Linked DNA regions of Mus musculus: region 1 is linked to region 2. Evidence: chromatin contacts called from public HiChIP or PLAC-seq data. All regions are on one chromosome and are shown on one strand. The core of a region is the stretch at or near the end of the contact, and the rest is flanking DNA. Distances in the headings are between cores, read along the strand shown.

Region 1 (6,278 bases), core at 1,705-4,204, 760 kb before region 2:
GAAGCAGGTGGATGCTGTTGGGTACAGTAGCACATGCCTTTGACCCCAGCACTCAGGAAGCAGAGATAGGAGGATCTCTACATTTGAGGCCAGCCTGATTTACATACCAAACTCTGGACAGTCAGGACTGCAAAAAAAAGACCCTGTCTCCACGAACAAATAAAAATAAACAAACAAACAAGAAATTTAAAAAAAAAATTAAAGGAAAAGGTAGTGGCCGAGGAGTAGCAGCAGCAGGTCAGTTATAAGTGAAGTCTGACTGGGCCAGCACTACTCACAGCAAAACCTTGGTGTAACTCAAATCCGGACATTCCCAGGCATCTCTCACTTCTAGGAATGATTCTCAGAGACTATTCTAAAGCCCGTGTAGAAGGCTGACAGTAACAGCTGGTTAGTACGACCCTACGGGCAAGTCTTCCGGTTTGCTTTTGTGTAGCACACATTGATGGTCTTGCTTCCAGCTCCGAAGAACATTCAAGACCATCATTGTTTCAGGCTTTGTATCTTGTCCACAGACCTTCAGGCAACCTGCTTGACCAGCTTTGCCCTGTTCTCTCTTCATCTCTGATCACTAAGATTGTATTGGCCAGCAGCTTTGACCCCTGTCACCAGAGTATGAATCCCATTCAATACACAAAAGACAGAGAACATCTAGAAGTGCATGTAGAATTGATTTACAACAGAATTCCTAGTCCTTAATCAAGCAATTTATTTTTTTATTTTTTATTTTTTGAGAAAGGGTCTTTTCCTAGACTCTGGTCTACACTCTCTATATAGACCAAGATGGTCTCAAACTCATAGAGATCCACCTGCATCGTCCTCCCACATGCCAGGATTTAAGATGTATGCCCAGAATTTTTTTTTTTTTTAATAGACAAAGGGAATGAGCTTTGGGTTTCAGTCCCAGGTCTGCAGTTGTGTGTTCCAGCTTTAATTTTCTCATTAGAAAGAGGGAGGAGAGAGTTTGGGAGAAATGTGGGCTGAGCTGCTGACACCCCACCAGTCATCCAGCACTAGAAATTTTCAGAACATCGGCTGGCTGCCCCGTCCCTCGAAGGCAGACCGTCCCTTTGCTCATTGAGAAAATGCAGACATGCCCTGCTCACCGAAAAGAATAATCTAGAAAATGCAAGCATGATTACTTAAAGGCATGACCCGGAGGCAAATACAACTGACTGCTCCCAGCCGTGACCTCCCGGGTTCCTCCGCCCGAGCGTCAGTGACTTCTGCCAGCAGAAGTTCACAGTCTTTAACAGAGACAAAGGACTCAGCACAAAATGAGGCTCTAAGACAGAAGGTTTAAAATAATTATCCACTTAATGTTTTTCGAAGGCAGCTTTTCAAAATGCAAAGAAAGCATCAACTGCAACGCTTAAGGAAACCAGGGACCGGAAGGAGGGGAAGAAGAATTCAGTTCTTAGCTAGGTGATCATTTTGCTGAATAAGCAGTAAGGATGCTGTTAATACAGCGCGGTATAGCACGGGAGCTCCAGGAACTCAAAGGGCTTTAACAGACATGATCTCATTGCGATCTTTTTATTAGCTTCTAAGACAGGTTAACAGGTTCCTGCCTCTCTGCTGAGACAGGGAAACTGCAGGCTTGTGGTCTCCCCGGACCTACTGAGGCCGGGCAGCTTGTCTGAGCTGCTTACACAGCATACACTACAATCTGTTTCTTTATCTTTGATCCCTCGAAAGCCAGGCATCACAGGTGGAAATGCTTTTTGTTTGAAACTTGTTTGGTTTGGTTTGGTTTGGTTTGGTTTTTAAATAAATTTGCTGCAGCAACACTAACTGAATCCTGTTTTGTTTTTTGTTGTTGTTTTTTTTTTTGTCATTGTTGTTGTTGTTTTGTTTTGTTTTATTTTTCTAAGGAATGGAGCAGAGTAAGGAGAGCCTGGGAGATCAGCCCAGGACCCACCTGGCAGTCCAAAGGGCTTCCCAGACCACAGATAGGCAAACCAGTGTTCTTCTGGAGGCAAGTGGGGGTCATGCAGAGTTAAGGGAAGTAACTGTGAAAGGCCAGTGCTATTATCCCCGAGTTCCTCTAATAAACACCTATATTTCATCTGTTTGGTTCAGGGTTAGATATTGAACGTGGGTCCTCATGTCTGCTAGGTAAATGTTATACCATTGAATTATATACCGCAAGACCCGCTCATTAATTTTGAAATGCCTTTTGGCTTATCCTACTGAGAATAACTTTTCAGCCCTCACCCCAAGGCCATGCTGGAATCTCTTACTATCTGTTCTGTACAAGGGCTCCATGAACTACCCCTGTCTTTTTCACCATCCTAAGGCCTATGTAAGCCTTGACCTACCCTGGGCTCCTACCCGGGATTCACGGATCTACCCCTGAAGTGACTACCAGGTTTTAGTATGGCAAGGACACCCTTGTGAACATTTCTGTGCAGGGAGCCATATGGGATTTCGGAGTGCATGAGAGGATAGAAGAAGCATAATGGGTGACACTTCCTCTCTCTCTCTCAGGAAGTCCTAGTTCCCCATTCAGCCTACTAGGGTTCAGATTCCCAGATCATTGCTCAATGGAGTGAGATCATGTCTCCGTGGTACTCAGTGTGGTCAGGAGCCATCTTGGCTCCATTGACCCTGAGGATGCTTGCTCCCCTATGACAATGTATACTGGGGAGGGACTAGAACCCAGGGCAAGTCCTCATGGTGGATTTGTATACTAAGAACTTATGAGAACATAACTGGAAGAAGGTCTTCCAGGCCAAGATCCTATGGGTTGATTGATGGCTGTCTTGCCCTGATCCATCTTTAGTCCTCTCTTCCTGAGTTACTAACTGCCTATCTCCTCTTCCTCCTGCAATTAGCTCTTCTCTAGAGGGTTCCTTAAGCAAATTTTCTGTATGCATGATGACTCTATTGGTCCCCTGGAACTTGTTTAAGGAGAGTGCCGCCCCAGGCTTTATCAGTGATAGTGTAGAACAGTTACAAAGAGTCTGAGGCCCCAAGTTTGGCCCAACTGGGGAAACCACGCTTACCTTCCCCATAAGGCACTACGGCTTTGTGGCTATAAAGCCTGCTGCTAATGGCACCCATGAGTCAGGTCTTAATCTTTCCTTGTGTACAAAGGGCCAACAAGAACAGCATGCCATTTCAGGTTGACTCATTACCCCAGGACATATTTGACACCTGATATTGATGAGAGTACTTTCTCCTGTTAGCTCTCATGCTTCCGAGCTGAGAGCTTAGCATCCCAACCAGTCAGAAGGAGACCAGATCAGGTTAGAAGGAGCATCAGATGAAAGGCTGGAACATAGGATTGCTGAAGAGACAGCTCAGTTGCGTTTTCCATATAAGCGTTGATAACCTGAGAGTTTAGATGCCCAGCCCACAGGTAAAAAGCCAGGCATAGTAGTGCATTTCTATAATCTCTGTGCTGCTTACAGTTGCCTGTAACTCTAGCTCCAGGAGATCCAGTGCCCCTGGCTTCTGTGGCCACCTGTACTCGTACACACATGCCAGCGCACATAAAAACACATCAAATTTAAAATATCAAAAACAACTTTTGTTTGAACGTGTCTTTCTCTCTCTCTCTCTCTCTCTCTCTCTCTCTCTCTCTCTCTCTCTCTCTCTCTCTAGATAGCCCTGGCTTTCATGGATATAACTCACTATATAGACCAGCTGGCCTTGAACACAAGGAGATCCACCTGCCTCCTGCCTCCTGCCTCCTGCCTCCTGCCTCCCTCTCTGGAGTGCTGGAATTAAAGGTGTGAGCCACCATGCCTAGTCTTAAAAATAAATCTTTAAAAGGGAAAAAAAGGATTGCAGAAGATTCTCAATGTAGACCTCTAACATCAACACACAAATGGGCACCAATATGCAAACACACACACACACTCACAAGCTATGTCAGAAAGGCTCAATACAGTCCCTGACACTGATCATGCACTCAGTAAATGAAGGTTCCAGTTATATAGCAAGAAGGAAAATCCATGTCTCATGGCGTAAAGCTTTTCCAGGAATTCAGCCATCAGAGAGGTGGGATCGGCTAAGGCTAGAGTAAGTATAGTGTCTTTGGCCAGTGACTAAGGCGGCCAGTGCACCTAACCACCCGGGCAGGGCTGGCTTGGGTTGGTGCCTTGGCTGGCCAACACTCTGGGTGATGCATTTTCCCGTAAGTAGTGCTGTGAAAGTCCAGGGCTAGCGCTATTCTCCGTTCCCTAGGGTCTGACATTGGTCAATAATGAGAGATGCCTCTGAAAACAGGCAGAGAATGCCAGAGCCCTGGGAACTGTGCATGGAAAGAAAGATTAGACAGAGCCGGGGAGGAAAGGACAGATTCATAGGTACAAGTCATTTCCCAAAAGCCATCCCCTGTTGATTTAGCTATGTGAGGTGTGAGGATTACAGGGCAGGTCTACACGCCAGGCTGAGTTCTGGGATGGAAGCCAATGTCAATTGAAGATGAGGTCTGCAGAGAGAAGACAGAAGTAAAGGGGTCTGATGGAGCAGCGACAGTACAAGGGGGTGGGGGGATGAAACACACACATACACACACATACACACGCACACCACAGAATGTACAAGATCTCAAGATCTCATCTCAGAGATCTGCCTTCAATGGATGTCCTATAGTCTAAGTACTGGGAAGCTGAAGGAGTTTAGGGGTCAGGTATGAGAGCTTCAAAGACTATAACGATCCTGGTCCTTATACTGCTGCTGAACACCTTCCCAGATGAGCACCATTAGGCAAGTCGGTCAACAACTCAGGGCATCCACTCACTCAGCAATAAAGGAGAGTGGAAGAATCTCCTCCCACAAGGGCCCACAGAAACACGCCCTGCGTTCAGCTTCTTAAAAGGCTTCGAACAGGGCCTTGCCTGTAGTAAGCCCCTGTGCAGTCACTCTGAATCCCACAGCCTGACATGAATAGTGCAAGGTCCCCTCTCACAGCTGAGACTCAGAAGACGGCTGTAGCGGCAAGGGACTCACTTGTCGTTGTGTTTGTCGCATAGGACAAGCAGTAACAAATTATCACGGGCTGGGTGCTTTAAATGACAGAAAGTCATTTCCTCCTAGTTCTCAAGTTACAAGGCCACATGAAATCAGGAATCAGCCAGGTCCACTTTACCTGGGGCCCCTCTCCCTGCCTTGGCTGTGGCCACCTCCCCCAAGTTCCTCAGCTATCTTCTTTGGTGAAATCTTTATCCCAGTGTCCGCTTCTCGCACCAGTCACATAGGCTGAGGGCCCATACCTGAGGCCTCGATGAACAAAACCTTTTTAGACACCCTATTTGGGACTGCGGTCACATTTTGAGATCGAAGGTGAGGATGCCAACTAACATCCTAAGGGGCATGACTACATTACATATAGCGGCCATCACCTTCCTCTGAAGCTCCCACGCCTGATTGACACACCACTGCTTCTAAAGAAAACCTTGACTTTGGCCCATCCAGAATCATATTCCAAATGGGAGACAGGTCTGTATGTCTCCTCAGAGAAGTCAGCAGGCGCACATGGCCGTGAGTGGGTTCTCCCATCCCTTGAGACAGACATTCCACCTCACCTGTGCTGGTTACCAGCCAGAACTCAAGGGCAACTTCCTCCACCTCAGGATAGACTGCTTGCCAGGGGCATGCAAGTGCCACTGCCAATGTCTGTGGTGACAGAACTCGGCTCTCTGGAAGGGATGAAGAAACATGGAGAGTGCGTCACTCAATCATGCCAATTCCCTTTGTTTGGCATTCCCTCTGTGCTGGTGATGTTCACATGGGGCCAGGAGCCTGCTGTCCCTGCAGAAGCTTCTCACGGGCATGGGAGGGTGTGGCTCTGCCTAGCTCTTGCATACCTAAACAGAGCAGCCGCCACAGTGGCCACTGAAACATGGGGACTGAGGCCAGCTTTCTGAACCTCTGAGGCTCACTATGGATTGGCCCTGGGCTGCGCTCTTCCCACAGGGCCTAACACATGATGAGTGCTTACCAAACAAGAGCTCTTCTCTTCATTTCTAAAAAGTGCTGTGTTCATTCCCCACCCCGCCCCACCCCCATCTCTCTCCTCTCCTTGTGAGTCAGTACCTTCTCCTACAGAGACAGCGAGCAAGGCAAGAAAGAGGAGTATGGTTTCCTTTCTACCTTGAGTGACAAGGCCACTTAAAAACATTCAGGAGAGCCGGGCAATGGTGGCGCACGCCTTTAATCCCAGCACTTGGGAGGCAGAGGCAGGCGGATTTCTGAGTTCGAGGCCAGCCTTGTCTACAGAGTGAGTTCCAGGACAGCCAGGGCTATACAGAGAAACCCTGTCTCGA
Region 2 (6,196 bases), core at 3,239-5,738:
GGTGGTGTGAGTCTGTAGTTCCAGCACTTGGGTGGTGGAGGGAGGAGGATAAGACTTCTGGACTACAGAACAAATTCAAGGTCTAAGATAAGTGAGCTTTCATCTCAAAACTGACCAAGGACAAGTATACGTCAGCAGGAAAACATTCTGGCCACAAAGTGAGGATGGACTGAAGAAGCAAGACTTGGTAGATAAGAAGCCATTTGGGAAGTAGACATTTTCATTTAGAGACTATAAAACCAAAAATACTTGTCAATCATAGAATTCTTTTGGAGGAATCATGGGACACAAAGGGCAGAAGTTTTTAAGATACCAGAAATGAGGCTGCACAGGTGGTTTAGCAGTTATCAGCCCTTGCTGCTTTTATAGAGGACCAGTTTCATTCCTAGCATTCATGCCTAATGGTTTACAATCACTTATGCTTCTAGCTTCCATGACTTAGTATAGTCTTCTGGCCTCTGTGGGCACTCACATGTAGCATGCCTCCAACTCTCATCAATACTATGGTACCAGTCATCAATACCATCCTTCTACATAGTATCTGAGTCAGAAATAAGTTTTATAACTGCAAGGGCATGGTTGTACATACTTATACTCTGAACATTTAGGAGTAAGAGGCAGGAATATCAGGAGTCCAGACCAGCCTCTAATGCATAGTAATTGTGAAGCCATTTTGGGCCACTCCATCTCTCCGTACATATATATATATATATATATATATATATATATATATATATATATATATATATAAATCAACCCAAATTAAAGCAGAACTATGGGAAGACCTACTCATAAAAAGTTTCCAGAAATGCCAAGGAGAACATTCCAAATGACTGAAGATAGGAATTACATGTCACCCTTCTCCAGTTACCAAACTTATAAACAGGCCCTTTCCCTCCTTCAATTTCAATTCAAATGTCCACATCGTCTGCCAACTGGCCCAGGGTTGTAATGAATAGCCAGTACCACATGCCTGTTTTCTCCAGCTGTAGCCTTCCTCTAACCTGTTCTCTTTCCTGACAGCTCTCATTCATTTCTTCTGGAGTGTGTACCACCTACCCTGCTTCGTTTTTTTCAATTCATGGAAATGAATCAGATCTGTGATGGCGTCATTCAAAAGAGAAAGCTAATTAAAAAGGTCCCCTTTCCTTCCTTTCAGAGACCTTGCAGTAGTTTCCCCTTTTAGGAGACACAAGCCAGGAAGGAAGTTCTTCAGCACATCTGTGAATAGGGGTGCTGGCTCCAGTCTGGAGGAAGCTGAGTGATGACCATTCCTGGTTAAGATTGTAGGTCCCAGGAGATAACATTTCCAGCTGCTTTGTCTTTCCCAAGGTCAGGATGAACCAAATAACCACAGGGTACTCCAAGCAGAAGCACCAAGATAAACACGAACATTAACTGGAGCATCATCGTGACTGAGTTGTAACCTGCATGGAAGGATTATCATGATAGTAAGCACAAATACTTCGGGTACTGTTATTGTCAGGGCCCTGTGTAGGTATTCTACATGGGTCCATTCCTTTTTATATTCCTGTCTGCCAAAGATCTCCCATTTCAAAGATGTAAAGCTAATGTATAAAAAGTCAACCAACTAGCTCAAGGTTATTGAATCAGGCACTGTCTGCACTAGAATCCGAACTTGGTCTCTTTGGTTTGTGGCACATCTCCTTCACCCACTTTATTGCTTGCTGATCCACTCTTTTCCCCCAGGACTTGGACACACAAGTAACTATAACTCAGTTTGAACTGGCAAGAAGGAAATCGTGGCCAAACAGGACTACTAATATTGTAGGGATCCAAAGAAAACAGAAGAACATTTGAATCAATTACTAATGTTTTAAAATTGTGCCAATTCACATAAAAGTACATCCTATTTTCATTTATTTTTAAGGAGGTTTGGGAAAGACTACACTTGGTATTGCAAAGCAACAGTTGGTTACGTTATTTTGACTGAACCTTGCTGTCTTTAGTCGGCATCTGGTTTCCCCTCTCCCAACTGAATCAGTTGACTTTGTGTTTCTCCTCATCTAATTCGCTTACTCTACCACCTGACAACATATAGAAAGTCTTGTGAGTTTGTGAATCTTGCTTTGTAGTGAGATGACCTAGCTTTTAGTCCATAGTGAAGCTGTACTATATTATCTTTGGGAAAAATCCCTAAATATGTCCAAGCTCAATATTCCTTCTTTAAAAAATAATTGAGAAGATGTTCTTGGGTGATCACACCTGAGTAAGAGGACAAGAGTCAAGGCCTGAGTTCAGGTACTAGAATCCACGTACTGGCCAGAAATGGCCACAAATTTCTGGAATCCCAGAGCTGAGGGTAAGACACAGAGATTGGGAGTTCCAGTAGGAGCTTATTGGCCAGGCATTTTAGCTAAAAAATACATTTCAGCTTGGAATTCAAAGAGTGATTCTATAATGGGACATTCACTATTCTTCTCTAGTCTTTGTGTATGTCCATAGGAGTGCAGGAGTGCACACACACACACACACACACACACACACACACACACACACACCACAAATAAAGGGAGTAATATTAGAGCTAGTTTGTCTGTGTATTGGGTAGAAAGAGTGCCTCTCATGTCTGTCTATGGCTGCTGTTAGCCATGTTAAGGTAAGTTGGTTGGTGACCTTGAATGCAAAAAGCCACCATTAACTCTTGACAATCAAATGATGATAGTTTCTAAAGCACTTTATGTTTCAAAATTGCATCTACCTATAATGACTTATTAGCTGCTCAGAAAAGCTGTCAGTGGTGGTACATAGTATAGGCTGTATACTCTGCCATAGGCTGTTGCTTTCTCTAAAACTGGAAACTTAAAATTAATAATTTATCTACTTTTGTCCAACCATGAAATTTCTGAGTTGCTATGAGACTAAATCTGAATCACCTTCGGCAGACTTGTCTTCCAAGACATTGTGATGTTTTGTTCTAAGTAGTTTCAGCCACAGATGCCAAAGTTCTCTCTTGAGTCATCATTTGACATTGGGCTTTCAGAATCTCAAAAGAAAACTTGAACATCATTACAGTAGACTCAGAAATGCTCTAGGCAATGAACTCTGGCACTTATACTATCGTCTGCCATTGACTACAGCGTAAAGCCTCAACTGCTTTACTCTTAGTATACTCAGAGTGTTACAGAGATAAAGTTACCTGCTCAGCCAACTTCACTACATTGCTATGAAACTACTGAGAAATCAGAGACAGCACAATGTCACTAAGTTACTGTTAGGGTATGGATATCTTAGCCTCTTAATAAAACACTAAACCTCTTTCCTTTTTAAATAAAACGTTCTCATGTATTTCAGACTGGCCTCTACTTCTAATCTATCTCCACTTCCTGAGTGCTGAGATTATTGGTGCATGCCAGAATGTCTGTTTTTATGTGGTGTTAGGTATGGAACGCAGGGCATCATACATGTTATGCAAACACTCTACAGACCACATTACATATCTAGCAAGATTAAGTTTTCTAAGGATGTCGTGGGACATTTTTCTTTATTCATGCAGAGGTATATGAACTATCTTTACAGTAACATATTGGTCATCAGGAAGTTTCCGATAGGGTGGCAGAAAAAGGAAATTGGTGGGTTAAAGAATAAACCACCAACAAAAGAGTACACATGGGGGAACTCATGGCTCCAGATGCATATGTAGCAGAGGATGGCCTAGTCGGTTATCAATAGGAGGAGAAGCCCTTGGTCCCATGAAGGCTCTATGCCCCAGTGTAGGGAAATGCCAGGGCCAGGAAGCAGGAGTGGGTGGGTTGGTGAACAGGGGGAGGGGATAGGGTTTTTTTTGGAGGGGAAACTAGGGAAGGGAATAACATTTGAAATGTAAATAAAGAAAATACCTAATTAAAAAACAGCAAAAAAAAAAAAGAATTGTTAAGAAAAACAAATAAGAATGTTGTTAAAATTGAATATTCTTTTTCTTTTATGTGTGGGTACCCATACATGAGACTTTACAGGGTGCACATCCATGACAGATCCCAAGTCCAGACTGTCATGGCAAAAAGTTAATGATGAACTGAAGGAAAACTCTGGGATTAGAGGAAGAAGATGTGGCCCTAAATTTTGCACAGATCTTTAGAAACTGTATCCAAATTGAGTGACTTTATTTTCTGGCCTTCATTAGATTGTCATGATGAAAACAGGTTTTGGAAGTAATGTCTCTAGTAGAGGCTGTCCCTCTCATGACCTTTCTTACACAAAAGTTTTCACGATAGCTTTTAACCAGTGTTGCCTTTCCCCTCCTTCTCTGTCTATTCTTCTGTTGCTTTAGTGATTCTAGTAAGCTGAGTTTTCTTCCCCTCACCCCAAATCATCCTGACTACTTGAGGACATTTCTTCTCCTTATGCTGAAAATCCCCAAGAAGTAAATGGAGGGTCTTACCAGCAAGATTTACATAGTGTTACTTGGTTTCTGCCTTGGGAGCTAATGTGACAGGAAGTGTTTGAATGAGCTGTGCTGTCCTTACAGAGGCTCAGACTGGATCCAAGAAGAAAAAAAAAATGTGGTCAAACTAAACAAACAAACGGCTCACTGGAGAATGGGAAAGAAAAAAAAAAAGAAAGAACTGGCCGCTTGTTCTTTTTCTAGCTAATGAATTGAATTGATGCAGGAACTTCATCGTGTTCTCAGGGAAATCCTGTTGGCTGGGTCTCACTCCTCAGAACTACTAAATTTAGGTCACAGCTCAGTGGAGAACAATTACAGATCCTTAATAAAAGATAATTTACCCAGTGACAGCCAGCAAGACAGCTGGGCAGGCGTTCTTATTTTCTTGCTAATGTTGTGGGGGCTGGGGACCCTGTGTCGGGCTACGTGTTGACAGAAGGTTATGTTCTGACCTTGCACATCCGTTGGCTCATCTGCAGTGTGGTGTATGCCACCCCAAGTGATCCGAATGACTGAAAGCTACCCTGTATGGTTTTCTCTTCTCTTAGCCCCCTCCCCCCTTTAGTTTTTAATTTAGTTTTATAGTTTATAATCAGAGTCTCATGTAGACCAGGTTGGCCTTAAATCTTCTCTGTATCCCTGAAAATCTGATCTTGCCTTTACTCCCCAAGTTCTGAGATTTTAGGTGGGTACCTCCACGGCCAGTGTATGCACTGCTAGAAATCAAGCCAGAGAGCTTCGTGCAACATTGAGTTTTCTGCATCATGCTACAGTGAAAAGAAGCTGAGAAAGGACAGTTATATAGTGCAGGAAGAAGGAAGTAAGAAGGCATATTGTGCCTGCTTTTGAGTTCCTGGCACTTACCCGCCTAGCTTTCCTTCCATGTACTGCCTCTGCTCTTAAACCATGCTGGGTCTCCCGAAGGCGTTCACATCCTTCACTGTCTATGTCCTTGTTAACTCTTCTCCCTAATCTCTCCCCCCTTTGAATAGTCCATTGCTGATTTAAAACTTAGGCTATTTGTAATCTTTTTTTTTTTTTTTTTGAAACTTTCCTGTCACTCTTCAAGACATGATGTGACATCTTCATGTGCCTTGCCTTGATGTTCTTCATTAGAATGCTACCGGTCAAGTACAGACTATGCCATCATATTTTTGGTGTCTAGGATCATAAAACATCATGTTCTTGGTGTCTCGGTATAACACACTGCATTGAAGTCTCAGTCCTAATGACGTCTTGTTCCTGAACACAATAGGCATTCCCACGTGATACTCTCCCAATGTTAGCTGAATGCTTCTCTTTTCTGAGAGTTCTCTAGGAATTGTGTGCAATGGATTTTGACCATTATCATGTTCATACTGTGATCTCATTCCAGATGTATTCCCCAGTCCCTACCCACCCAACACTGTATTTGTCTTTTGAAAAACTGAAGTCTGTATATTGTGCTGCACATATATTCCTGGGCATGTGGCCTTACTCTGGAGCTATACCCTTAAAACCTTGACTCTTCCTCTCCCAGGATCTTTCAGTCACCAAGAGCTCTTTTTTTCTTTTTTCTTTTTTGGTTTTTGGTTTTTTTCAAGACAGGGTTTCTCTGTGTAGCCCTGGCTGTCCTGGAACTCACTCTGTAGACCAGGCTGGCCTAAAACTCAGAAATCTGCCTGCCTCTGCCTCCCAAGTGCTGGGATTAAAGACATGTGCCACCAGCCACCACCAACTGGCTATAGCTCTTTAGATAGGGAAAGACTCCATGCTTTCCTACACTCTCCATACTGTGATTTTGTTTGA

Evidence for each region. HiChIP or PLAC-seq counts read pairs in DNA pulled down with a chosen protein or histone mark.
Region 1: a contact with region 2 is called in a FOXA1 HiChIP or PLAC-seq map of pancreatic cancer cells. The contact joins two enhancer-like sites. A contact is called at or near these places in 6 of 484 Hi-C or Micro-C datasets (CD4 T cells, CD8 T cells, Th1 cells and 1 more) and 4 of 115 datasets of contacts at active chromatin or transcription factors (CD8 T cells, effector CD8 T cells, memory CD8 T cells and 1 more).

The regions. Positions count from the first base shown.
Region 1 is chr15:62,148,612-62,154,889 of GRCm38.p6, reverse strand. The region is part of intron 1 of Pvt1 (Pvt1 oncogene); the gene reads right to left. Among named protein-coding and RNA genes, the nearest start is that of Pvt1, 110 kb to the right of the region's middle. Within about 2 kb of position 2,954, at least 39 of the 459 cell types and tissues checked have an H3K27ac peak or open chromatin away from gene starts, as enhancers often do. A contact at or near this core is called in pancreatic cancer cells, where this site is marked.
Region 2 is chr15:61,394,028-61,400,223 of GRCm38.p6, reverse strand. No RefSeq gene overlaps it. Among named protein-coding and RNA genes, the nearest start is that of Gm24696, 39 kb to the right of the region's middle. Within about 2 kb of position 4,488, at least 51 of the 459 cell types and tissues checked have an H3K27ac peak or open chromatin away from gene starts, as enhancers often do. A contact at or near this core is called in pancreatic cancer cells, where this site is marked.